Linked DNA regions of Anser cygnoides: region 1 is linked to region 2. The links are chromatin contacts, called in public Hi-C maps. All regions are on one chromosome and are shown on one strand. The core of a region is the stretch at or near the end of the contact, and the rest is flanking DNA. Distances in the headings are between cores, read along the strand shown. Region 1 holds the start of UBE2D3 (ubiquitin conjugating enzyme E2 D3). Region 2 has its middle 11 kb from the start of SLC39A8.

What was found. Hi-C and Micro-C count contacts between places; a contact is called where the count stands out from the background.
Region 1: a contact with region 2 is called in a Hi-C map of liver, with 3 times the contacts expected there. The contact joins the promoter of UBE2D3 here to the enhancer-like site in region 2. A contact is called at or near these places in 2 of 7 Hi-C or Micro-C datasets (both in liver).

What each region holds. Positions count from the first base shown.
Region 1 is chr4:74,257,845-74,262,866 of Taihu_goose_T2T_genome, reverse strand. It overlaps UBE2D3 (ubiquitin conjugating enzyme E2 D3), which reads left to right and starts at 1,324. Exons shown (of 8, transcript XM_066996866.1): 1 at 1,324-1,697. The coding sequence starts at 1,674.
Region 2 is chr4:74,086,979-74,091,708 of Taihu_goose_T2T_genome, reverse strand. No RefSeq gene overlaps it. Among named protein-coding and RNA genes, the nearest start is that of SLC39A8, 11 kb to the right of the region's middle. Within about 2 kb of position 2,133, at least 3 of the 3 cell types and tissues checked have open chromatin away from gene starts, as enhancers often do. A contact at or near this core is called in liver, where this site is marked.

The sequences.
Region 1 (5,022 bases), core at 75-2,574, 170 kb before region 2:
ATTTGAGTTTATTAATATCCAAAAGCTGAGGGGAAAACACATGATTTTCACCCTGCAGTCTGAGGAAAAGGAGATGGGGGTGAAAAGTGTAACATTCTCCAGACAGGGCTGTGTGCTGTGACTTGCAGAAATTGTCCCAGCACTGTAACTACACTTGTTTTTCATACCTAAACGAATTGTTTAATTCATTTCCCCAATTGTATTTAATGGTATTTAAACTGATGTATTTGTTTGAAAAAATGACCATTAAGCACCACAAAGTGTTTCTCTAAAAAAGTATACTAAAGTGATCTATGCAAACCAATTTCTGAGAAATGGCTATAACCAAGAACTATACTAACAGAGATACTGATTTTAAAATGTAACTGCTGAAATGCACATAAACAAAACCCGATTTACCAAATTAACAATACCCGTTGTCTTAAATTAGCAGGGAAAACTACACACTCTCAACAGCATGTTTGTGCAGTTCTTTATTCCTTAAATTGTGCTGCAAAATGATAATCATAAGGTAGATCTAGAGTCTAAATATGGAGGTCATTAATCTCAAATAATAATTAAAACATGTAGAACTGAAATATTACTAGATACCCCAGTTTCCTGAGATGACAGTAAAGAAGTTCAGGAAGTTTGTAAGCAATTTAAGAGAGAGAGGAAATGTCTGACAGAAAGGAAGATATACTGAAGATTTGGAGCAGTGTAATAATATCCCTAACCCAAACTGGGGCAAGGAACAGTAAGGTGTTTTTCAACAATATTCTTGATTAGGGCAACAAGAACATTAACGCAATAGTTGGGGCTACATTTCCTGCCTATAGTGTTTAATACAATTAAGCGATAAGCAGAAAACGTAGATTTTACAAAAGAAGTAATTCCAAATTTTCCTAACGTAGGAAGAACGCAGATTAGCCGAGTGTGACGCTGCCGCTCTCCCCAGCAGCCCCCCTTTGCTTCGGGGCCCTATCCCCCCGGTCGCCCCCTCCCCAGGAGCAGCGCTCGAACACGCTCCGCGGAAGGAGACGGCAGCCGCGTCCAGGCGGAGGGATACCGCGCGGCCGCCCCACAGCAGCCCCGCAGGCCCGGCGGCCGCCATTTTGTGTGCGCGCAGCCACGCCGGGGCAGGGCGGCGGCCGGGCGGGGCCCCGCCGTCATCAGCCGCGCCGGGGTGCGGGGCGAACTCTCGCGAGACCACCCCCGCGGGCGGGGGCGGGGGGCGAGCGCCTCGGCGGCCCCGCCCCTCCCCGCCTCCCGCCGTGCGCCGCGCGTCGCCCCGCCCGCGGGGCGGAGCCAGCGGGGCAGGCCCCGCCCCGTCCCCTCCCGCCCCGTCCCCTCCCCTCCTCTCCCCTCCCCTCCTGGCGGCCGGGCCTGGCTCAGCGGCGGCGGTGCGCGGCCGGGCTCTGCGCTCGGTGTCGGGCGGGCCTCGCGGCTCCCTCCTCGTCCTCCTCCTCCCCGTCCCCGGCCTCCTCCCGGCGCACGGCCCCGCTGCCCGCAGGCAGCCCCGGCTCCGGGCGCTCCATCTCGGGCGCCCCCCTCGGCCGCTTCCGGAGGAAGGAGCGGCGCGGCTGCCCCCTCCCCCTCCCCGCCTTCCTCCTCCTCCTCCTCCTCCTCCTCCTCCTCGCTCCGGACTCACCGCGGCGCACGGACGGGCCCGGCGGCGGCGGCACTCGGACACAATGGCGCTGAAACGCATCAACAAGGTGAGGAGGCCGTTCCCCGGGCCGTGCCCCCTCCCCACCCTCCCCTTTTAATTAATTATTAATTATTATTATTAACCTTTTTTTTTTTTTGGGGGGGGGGGGTGGCGGCTGCGCCACACCGGCTTCCCCTCGGCGACCGGGGCTGGGGGGGGGGCGGGCACCCAGCACGGCTGGGACCGGGGTTCGGGGGGGGGGGGGGGTGTGTGAACCCAGCCCGGCTCGGCCCGGAGCTGTGGGGATCCCGGCCCGGCTCGGCCCGGCCCGGCCGGCTCCGAGGCGAGGCAGCAGCGGCGGGGCCGCCCCGGTGTCAGCCCGGCCCGGGGCTCCCCGGGGCCGGGGGGCTGCGCCCCGCTCCCTGCCCGGCTCCCTTCCCCCCCCCCGCGGCGCGGAACTTGTTCCCCGCATCGTAAGATGGCGGCGGGGCCCCGCCGGGCCGGGCCCTTGCCGGGCTCCCGCAGCCCGGGGAGGCTCCGCTGCGGCTCCCTCCGAGCCCCTCTCACCCCCCCCCCGCCCCCCGCCGGCCTCGCCCCGGCTCTCCCCGCGGAAGCGCCGGGCCCCGGCTCTGCGCCGTTGCACAATCGCGGCCGGGCGGAGCGGCTTTCGCAGCGCGCTCGGGAAGGAAAAAAAAAAAAAAAACAAAAAAAAAAGAAAATAAAAAAAAAAAAGGCGGAGGTGAGGGAAGTTTAAAGCGCTGCCCGCTGACGGGAAGGGCCCCTCGGCACGCCGGCTGCCTCAGCGCTGCCTCCCGGGAGCGATCGCGGCCCCCGCAGCCCGGCCCCCCCCCGGTGCCCTCGGCAAGATGGCAGAAAGTCGGCGTGTCCCGGCACCTCGGGGCGCCCCGGGGGCCTGCTGCCTGCCGCAGCCCCGCCGGGGGCTCCGTCTCCCTCCCCGGCCGTGCTTCCGGGGCCATTTCGGTCGGAGCGAGCCGCTTCGCCAGGCGTGCGTCGGTGGATGGCTCCCTGTTAGCTCGGGAAACGCAAAACGTGTTGCGGGGTCGTGTGGCCGAGTGGATCGTCCTCAGATGGCAGCCGCGCTCGGGCAGGAATCGCAAAACGATCCCTTTCGAACCCGCCATCGGGACTCGTTCCCCCCCCCTGCGAGCGGGTGGTATCACTTGGGTTGAAGCACGGCTAGGATACTCCCTGGTATGCTTTGTCATCAACTCATGCTTATGAAACGCAGCCGGGCGCTGCAGGTAAGAATTTACTGTTAAAACCAGGGGATTGTTATTATGTAGAGGGAGGGTTTGCCTCCCTCCAACCATCGGGCTGGCGGTCGAAGCCTTGAAACGATTCATCATAACTTTTGAATCGATAAGTCATCCGCCTGACTTCACGGCTTGGGCCTGTTGTGTGCAGTCTCCGGGCCTGTATTAATCCTTGTGCTCTATGGCAGCGTGTAGCAGCGAGCTTCTTCCCTCACCCGGTGCTGGAGTTCAGGATCGGTGGTTCTTTGTTTTTTTTTGTTGTTGTCGTTCTCTTTTTTTTTTTTTTAAAGGTGCTATTTTTAATCTATTTCATCACGCTGCTACAAGATACGCTTCCAAATTCACATGGGGTTTACGGTTTCGATTTTGTTTTTGCCGGCCTGGAAAGTCAAAATGGTGATGTGCAGCCAGACTGAAACCAGTGCTTGCGAGGTGCTTTCTCCTGAAGCATGGTTTCTGATAAAAGCATTTACTCGGGTTGAGGCTGAAATCCAAAAATAGGAGGACCAATTTCATGACGAGGCTGTTTTGAATTTGGATTTTAATCTTACCGACCTGTAAAGCCAGGGAATGGCACTCTGTCACTTGGTGATCTGGGATCCCCCGTCTTCCGATAGTAAGGTCACAGATCAGACCTTGAAACTCTGCTTCCTCGCAGTACGTAGTTGGCACTAGATCAGAGCAGGCTAAAGAGAGACCAGGACCTCACAACATTGTAATCACACGTAGCTGGTTTAGTCTGACTCGTGGCATTACCTGTCAGGGCTGGAACTCATTGTCTTGTGCAGCCGATGACATCCCAAATATACTAGGAAGGTGTTTTCAGGGTCTTTGACCCACTTCTTATTTATGGACTAGTGTTCTGAGTAAAATAAAATCCTTCGTTATACATGGCAAATCAGACTCAGATGGCGTTAGTGTGTGTAAATGTAATCTGAAGTATGTAGCACCTTCAGAGTGCTGCCGCCCCCCACTTAAAGCCTAACTAGCGAAGTCTGCTTTCTGACGTGGAAATGAAAGCACATGAGTGCTCGTGTGTTGTGCGTTGGGTTACCTGCTTCTGGAACATGCTGTATTAAGCTCTTCCAGCTGAAGGAGCCGTCAGGTACGCAGCCAGTCCCAGGAAGATGACGTTATGCTGGATCTCATCCTCGCATCTGTGCCATCTGCCCCGAGGGTGGCCTGCATTCGGTTGGCAAAACTCGGCTTTATTGACACGGCTCGCTTTGCAAAAGGGTGGCAGTTGTTTTATTATACCAATAAACTGCTTTTGCCGTGGAATAATGGGAAACAGCTAAAATTAAGACGTAGGTTCCTTTCCTGAGGATGATGATTTTTTTTTCCCCAAATGAGCACAAGGGCAGTGGAACAAATGAGCATCTGTTTATGAACTTGTATGTAAATGCTCGATGCGTGCTCGTTGCACGTTGTCTCGGTCTGAAGCGTTGAGCGGTAGCTGCTAAATGTGCATCCCATAATCGCTGCAGCGCTGGCACTTGGGTTCGAACGGCATCACGTCTCTGTCGAGGAGAAACTTTCGCACTGGAGTACGGGGCCGGGAGTGCATAAAACGGGTAAAACTCGGGGAGGTGACGTCATTGGCAGGCATCCGTTTTATCACTGCTGTATACATCCGTTAGGGTGAAGTGGTATGAAAGGCCTAAAAATAGAATAAATGCAGGAGGTGGGGATGTGTGTACGAAATGTCTCATCTGTGAAATCCTCGGGAAAACTTGTGCCTGCCGTGTTTCGTGTCCGTTTGGTTAAACACGGTGCAAGCCAGCATCATGATGTCAGGGGGTGGTGTTAGGAAAAATTAAGTGGAGCAGGCATCCTGGAAGCTGAAGGTGGCAAAACCTTTTACTGCTACGTAAGTACAGATAGGAGGCTTCTGTTGGTAGGGCTAGAGTGGAGACTAAATAACAATTTTCCTCAAGGTTGTAGCCTCCAGCGCTATTCCTAGATGTATATTTAATTGCAACTGCACTCCCCCCACTGCCCTCCTCTAAACGCTCAAAATAAGAAATGCTACAAACCCTGGAGGCATTCATAATATTTTTAGGAGATTGGATGCAACGTGCAGGGATGAAGGCAGCACGAAAATTTGCATCACTTGAA
Region 2 (4,730 bases), core at 884-3,383:
AACTGAAATACTCTAGCACTTGGATACATGGTAATTAATGGCTCCTTAATAAGTACTTGTTGAAAGGCTGACGTACTGGGTGTTCCCAGTAAATAACTGAAAGACATATTGCTGGTGTGGCAGAAACTTGGGTCTGAATTCATAGCTGAATTCTTTCTTTACATCCTCGGTTCCTTAGCAAATGTAGTTGTCCCGTGCCTTGCTAGTGTTCGTGTGCATAGTTAACTGTGCCTAACAGAGGATAAAATGATAATGCAGAGGCCGCCTTTATCCTACATGCCAGTATCTGAAGTGTTTTGGAAGTACAGATTTTCTCTCTAACACACTGATGTGAATGTGTGTGCTGTACTTGTGCTTTTTAGAGCCTGGGTTGGGATTAACTTCTTAAAATCAGTTGTAAAAATAAATCAGTGCTCCCCTTCAGAGGCACTCATATGCTGGATTCTAACTTTTATAGCATGGTTACTGGCTAACCAGGGATAGCTTTCTGTGGATTAGAAACTGTGCCATGCCTAACCACAGTGTCAATGAGATACATTAGCTCTTGCCCCAGCAAAGGTGGAATAACTGTTTTTGTGTATGTTTAAATTAAAAAAGAAACCTAACATTTGACGTCTATACTAGTAAAAATAAATAAATAATATGATAGCAATCTGTCTATCTTTACCCCGATTTCTGTTACAGTTCTGCCCCATATACAGTTTTATGTCTCTGAAGTAACTTTAGTATACCATATGGAGTCTCAGGTTGTTGTAGTCAACAAGTTCCATTTCTACTGTCATAAACCTTGCGTAGTTCCATGTTTGTGCAAATTGCATGTACAATTTTGGAATAAAAGCATCCACATTGATCTTAGATCTCTTTGTATTAGACAAGTCTTTCTGCTTTGAATCTTGAAATTTTCAAGTAGCTGCCAATGATCTAATGTGGCTCTGACCTAAGAAGCATGCAGTGCTGTTGCTGGCAGCAATGTGCCAGTTCCTTATAATGCCAATTTTCTACACTTAAGCTCTGCCCAAACAGGCAAAGCTCTGATTCAGAGTAGGATGACAGCACTGGGATTTTTAGGGTGACTTTTGAGAAGCATCATCTCTATGGTTTGGTAGGCTACATGCACAGGTCTCCTGATAATGTATACATATACATATAATCTCCTGATAATATAACTCTTTCTCAGTGTAAGCTGAATAATCAGGGATAGCATCAATTGGTGTGTTAAAAATAGATAAAGTTGGCTGAGGATGCATGAAGTAAGTTCTTAGTCTTTCTCCCTGACTATGGCAACCACACTCTGAGCATTTCTACATATATGTAATCAAGAAAATGAGTTAATAAGCTGACATACAAAAGGATTTAAATGGGTACTACCTTTTCTTGCTTAAGTTTATCCCAAACTCACTGAGGACTGCTCTCATGCTAGCGTTCTGAAAATGTGTGAACAGAGAGGGGGAGGGAGAAGGAAGAATAATTTGTCCTTCTGCTTTGCGTGCTGCTTACGCATGGAATCCTCAACGTTTAAGTGCAATGAACTGTAATAAAACTCAGTTTTGCAAGTGGATTGTCTTTAGCTTTGATAGCAGCTTCAAAGGAGTCCTACCTGGTGATGCAGCACTGACGGCTGTAGGGTCACAGCTGTTAAACAATGGAAACCAAACAGCACTTGCAATTCCAGAAGAACATGAAGGGTCAGATATTGGAGGCTGGAGGGGCTGGACATCATTTAGGGGAAAGACTATAGGTCTGTTGCCTTAAGCCAGACTTGGAGTTGCAAGTAATCCACACAGCATGATTTGGGTAGCTTGAATAATGTGGTCTGTTGTAAGCTGGAAGATGATGAAGGGATATCCTTCTAGGTTTTCTGGTAAATTTCTGGTAAATATTTGGCTGTGCTTAATTTCAAATGATTTTTTTTTCTTATTTATGTTCTAGCTTCTGTAAAAGTGCCTGCAACTACTGGCAGCCAGCATAGTTTAGAGCAGCCTGTGGCAGTTTCAGGACTGTGAAAACACAAAAGGGGTTTAACACCTTTGCATCCTCCAGATCCTTCCATGCTTTGCATGAGCTGGCTTTCTGACTTTCAGCCAAGTCTTCATCTCTCTGCAACTGCCTGTTTGCTGGGAATGCTGCCAAACGCCAGCACCTGTCAGAGCAGAACAAACTGCATGGGCACAACCCGTGCTGTTGATCAGTAGGGCACTGGGATTCAAGGATGGGGGCAGGCCAAGAGGACAGCTGTGAATCTCCTCCTCTTGACAGGAGCTGTGCCATGTAGTCCCTGATGACACCGTGGGTTTGTTGTAACTGGACTAAAAGGCAATGCCCTAACAAAGCAAACAAATGACTTATAGATTAAAGGAAAAATGCAATAGAGTCATGAGCCATCACTGCATGAAATGTTGGATTTCATACCATTTGCTGAGGAAAAAGTGACAATGCTATTTAAGGTAACATCACATCGATTTTCTCAGGGCAATTCTAGTTTCCTGCTCAGAAACACATTTGTTTATTGGATCTTTCATTGATGTATGCCCCTGACTTTCCTCTCTGTCCCTTTTTCTTCTTTTTAGAAGACTGCCAATGACTGCAGTGTCCATATCTGTGCCAGTCCTCTATCTGTGCATCTCTTAGAAATGATGAAACTGATTTCAGCCCTTATACTGCAACTCTGGCCCTTTGTTTTCTAAACAATTTTATTTCTCTTTATAAATTAAAGAGAGAGAGAGAGAAAGCACCTCTTCCTCATCTTGTCCTTATAAGATGAGCTAGAAATCCTGTCACTTCTGAAGACAGGAAGAGTTTTTCTTTGGTTTTAGTGAGGCAAAAACTTACTCTGTTCAGGGTTATAAACAGCTAGGAAAATAGTGTGAGAAGAATATTGATTACTGTAAGCAAACACAGGGCTATAGCTTGTTAAAAGCTAAACACACATTGATAGGATTTGGGGAACCTGGTTATAATGTAGCCATTCCCAGGCATAGTCATGTACTAGTGTAGACTGTGAGGAGTTTACGTTCATCTCCAGCCACCTTGTTGCTGTATGTATTATTTTGTGATTTAAAATATAAATACTCTTCCCCACTTTTTAACAGAATAATTGGCATCCCTGTGAGAGCTGTGCCTTTTTACATTACTGTCTTCTTTTCCTCAGTTGGTATAAAAAAGTAAATTAGGTCTTGTGAGTGTTACATTTCATGTATCTTTAAAACTTGGTACTTCATAGGTCTAGAATTCCTCTTCAACCAAGGCAGCCACATGAGCCACTAATGTAATGCCATCCATTTATGTTAAAAACAACTAAAACCAGTAAATAGCTTTTTTTTTTTTTTAAAAGTATGATCCAGGTTCAGATACTGCTCTAAAAATTTGCCAGAATCCAGAAAAGCAGTGCTGGAGTCCATGGCTTTGCAGTGCAGATCAGGAGTGATGAAGTTTTCTTGCAAAGTTCCCTTCCTCCAACTTCTTTTGATGTCTATTCGGCTTTTTTGCTTCCATTGTTTAACTTTGTTGGTCTGACAACCAGCAAAGCTGATCTGCTTCTGAATGATGCTGTTCTCTAAAGAAGGAATAACGAGGAATCTTTCCTGGCAGCAGTTTGAAAGGGATTCATACAAATGTCGTTAGTGATATCAAATTAAAATAATATAAAATCTGAAGTTTCAATTCAGGAATGCAAAATGATTTTAAAACCAGAGCAACTGATCATTTCTAAGAACTAACATAAATGTTCATGGTAGTTTCCTGATGGAAATTTATTTTGGATAAATCATTTGGAATCATTTCGGTTGTTTAACAGTCTTTTTTGAGTATTGGCAGTTGTTTTCATGTGTATGGAAATAACTTCACATTTAATATTAAGTTATTCTATTCCTTGAGTCTGGTGGCAGGAGATGAAGATTCTTCTCTCTATTTTAACATTATGGCCAAATCCTGTGTGCTTCTGATTTGTGTACGGGAACCATTTCCTTGCCAGATATTTCATAATCAAGAGTCAAGCAAGTCCTATCACTTCCTTAAAAAGGCTAAAAGGGAAATTGTGTGAAATGTGCAATTGAATATAAGAACCTTTGCCTGGCAACATTAGTAACCATTGCACTTGAATAGTGTTAGGGCAGGTGTTAGTCATTGCATTCTTCTGTCATAAGGCTAACACCTCTTTCCTATGCTTGTAAGTGCTATCAAAGTGTCTCAGAAGTCTAATTTCTTTTTCTTAATATAAACAACAGAGTAACTTTCAGCTTTCAGTCCGCTCACCAGAAAGCTCCATAACAAAGTATGGACAAAGAGCTGGAGACAAGGGACCCAGGAATGGCTGTCCTTGGATGACCTCCTTAGTGTCCTCTCCTTTGGCTTTTATCAAAGGGGGGTGGCATAAGGCACTAAGAACAACTTATTTGTCTAGTTGCATCTTCCTCCGCCCCTTGTACTCTCAGGACAAGGAGGTTTTGTTTGCATTTCAAACACTCTCATGTTACTACTGAGTCAAGGACAGAGAGGGGAAGTTTTACGTTATAAACAGCAAGGCAAATAGTATGCCTGAGAAGATATTGAGATGCAAGTATAAGTACATAGTCACAATATTTATGTAGCTGACATTGTGACAGAATCTCTTCTCTATAAACAAAGGTATGTATACTGATCACTAAATGATCTGCGTTTTGTTTGTTTTTGATCACTTAGGTATAAGTGAATCCGTTTTGAACTTGTGTTGTACATTTATTAACTGGTATTGA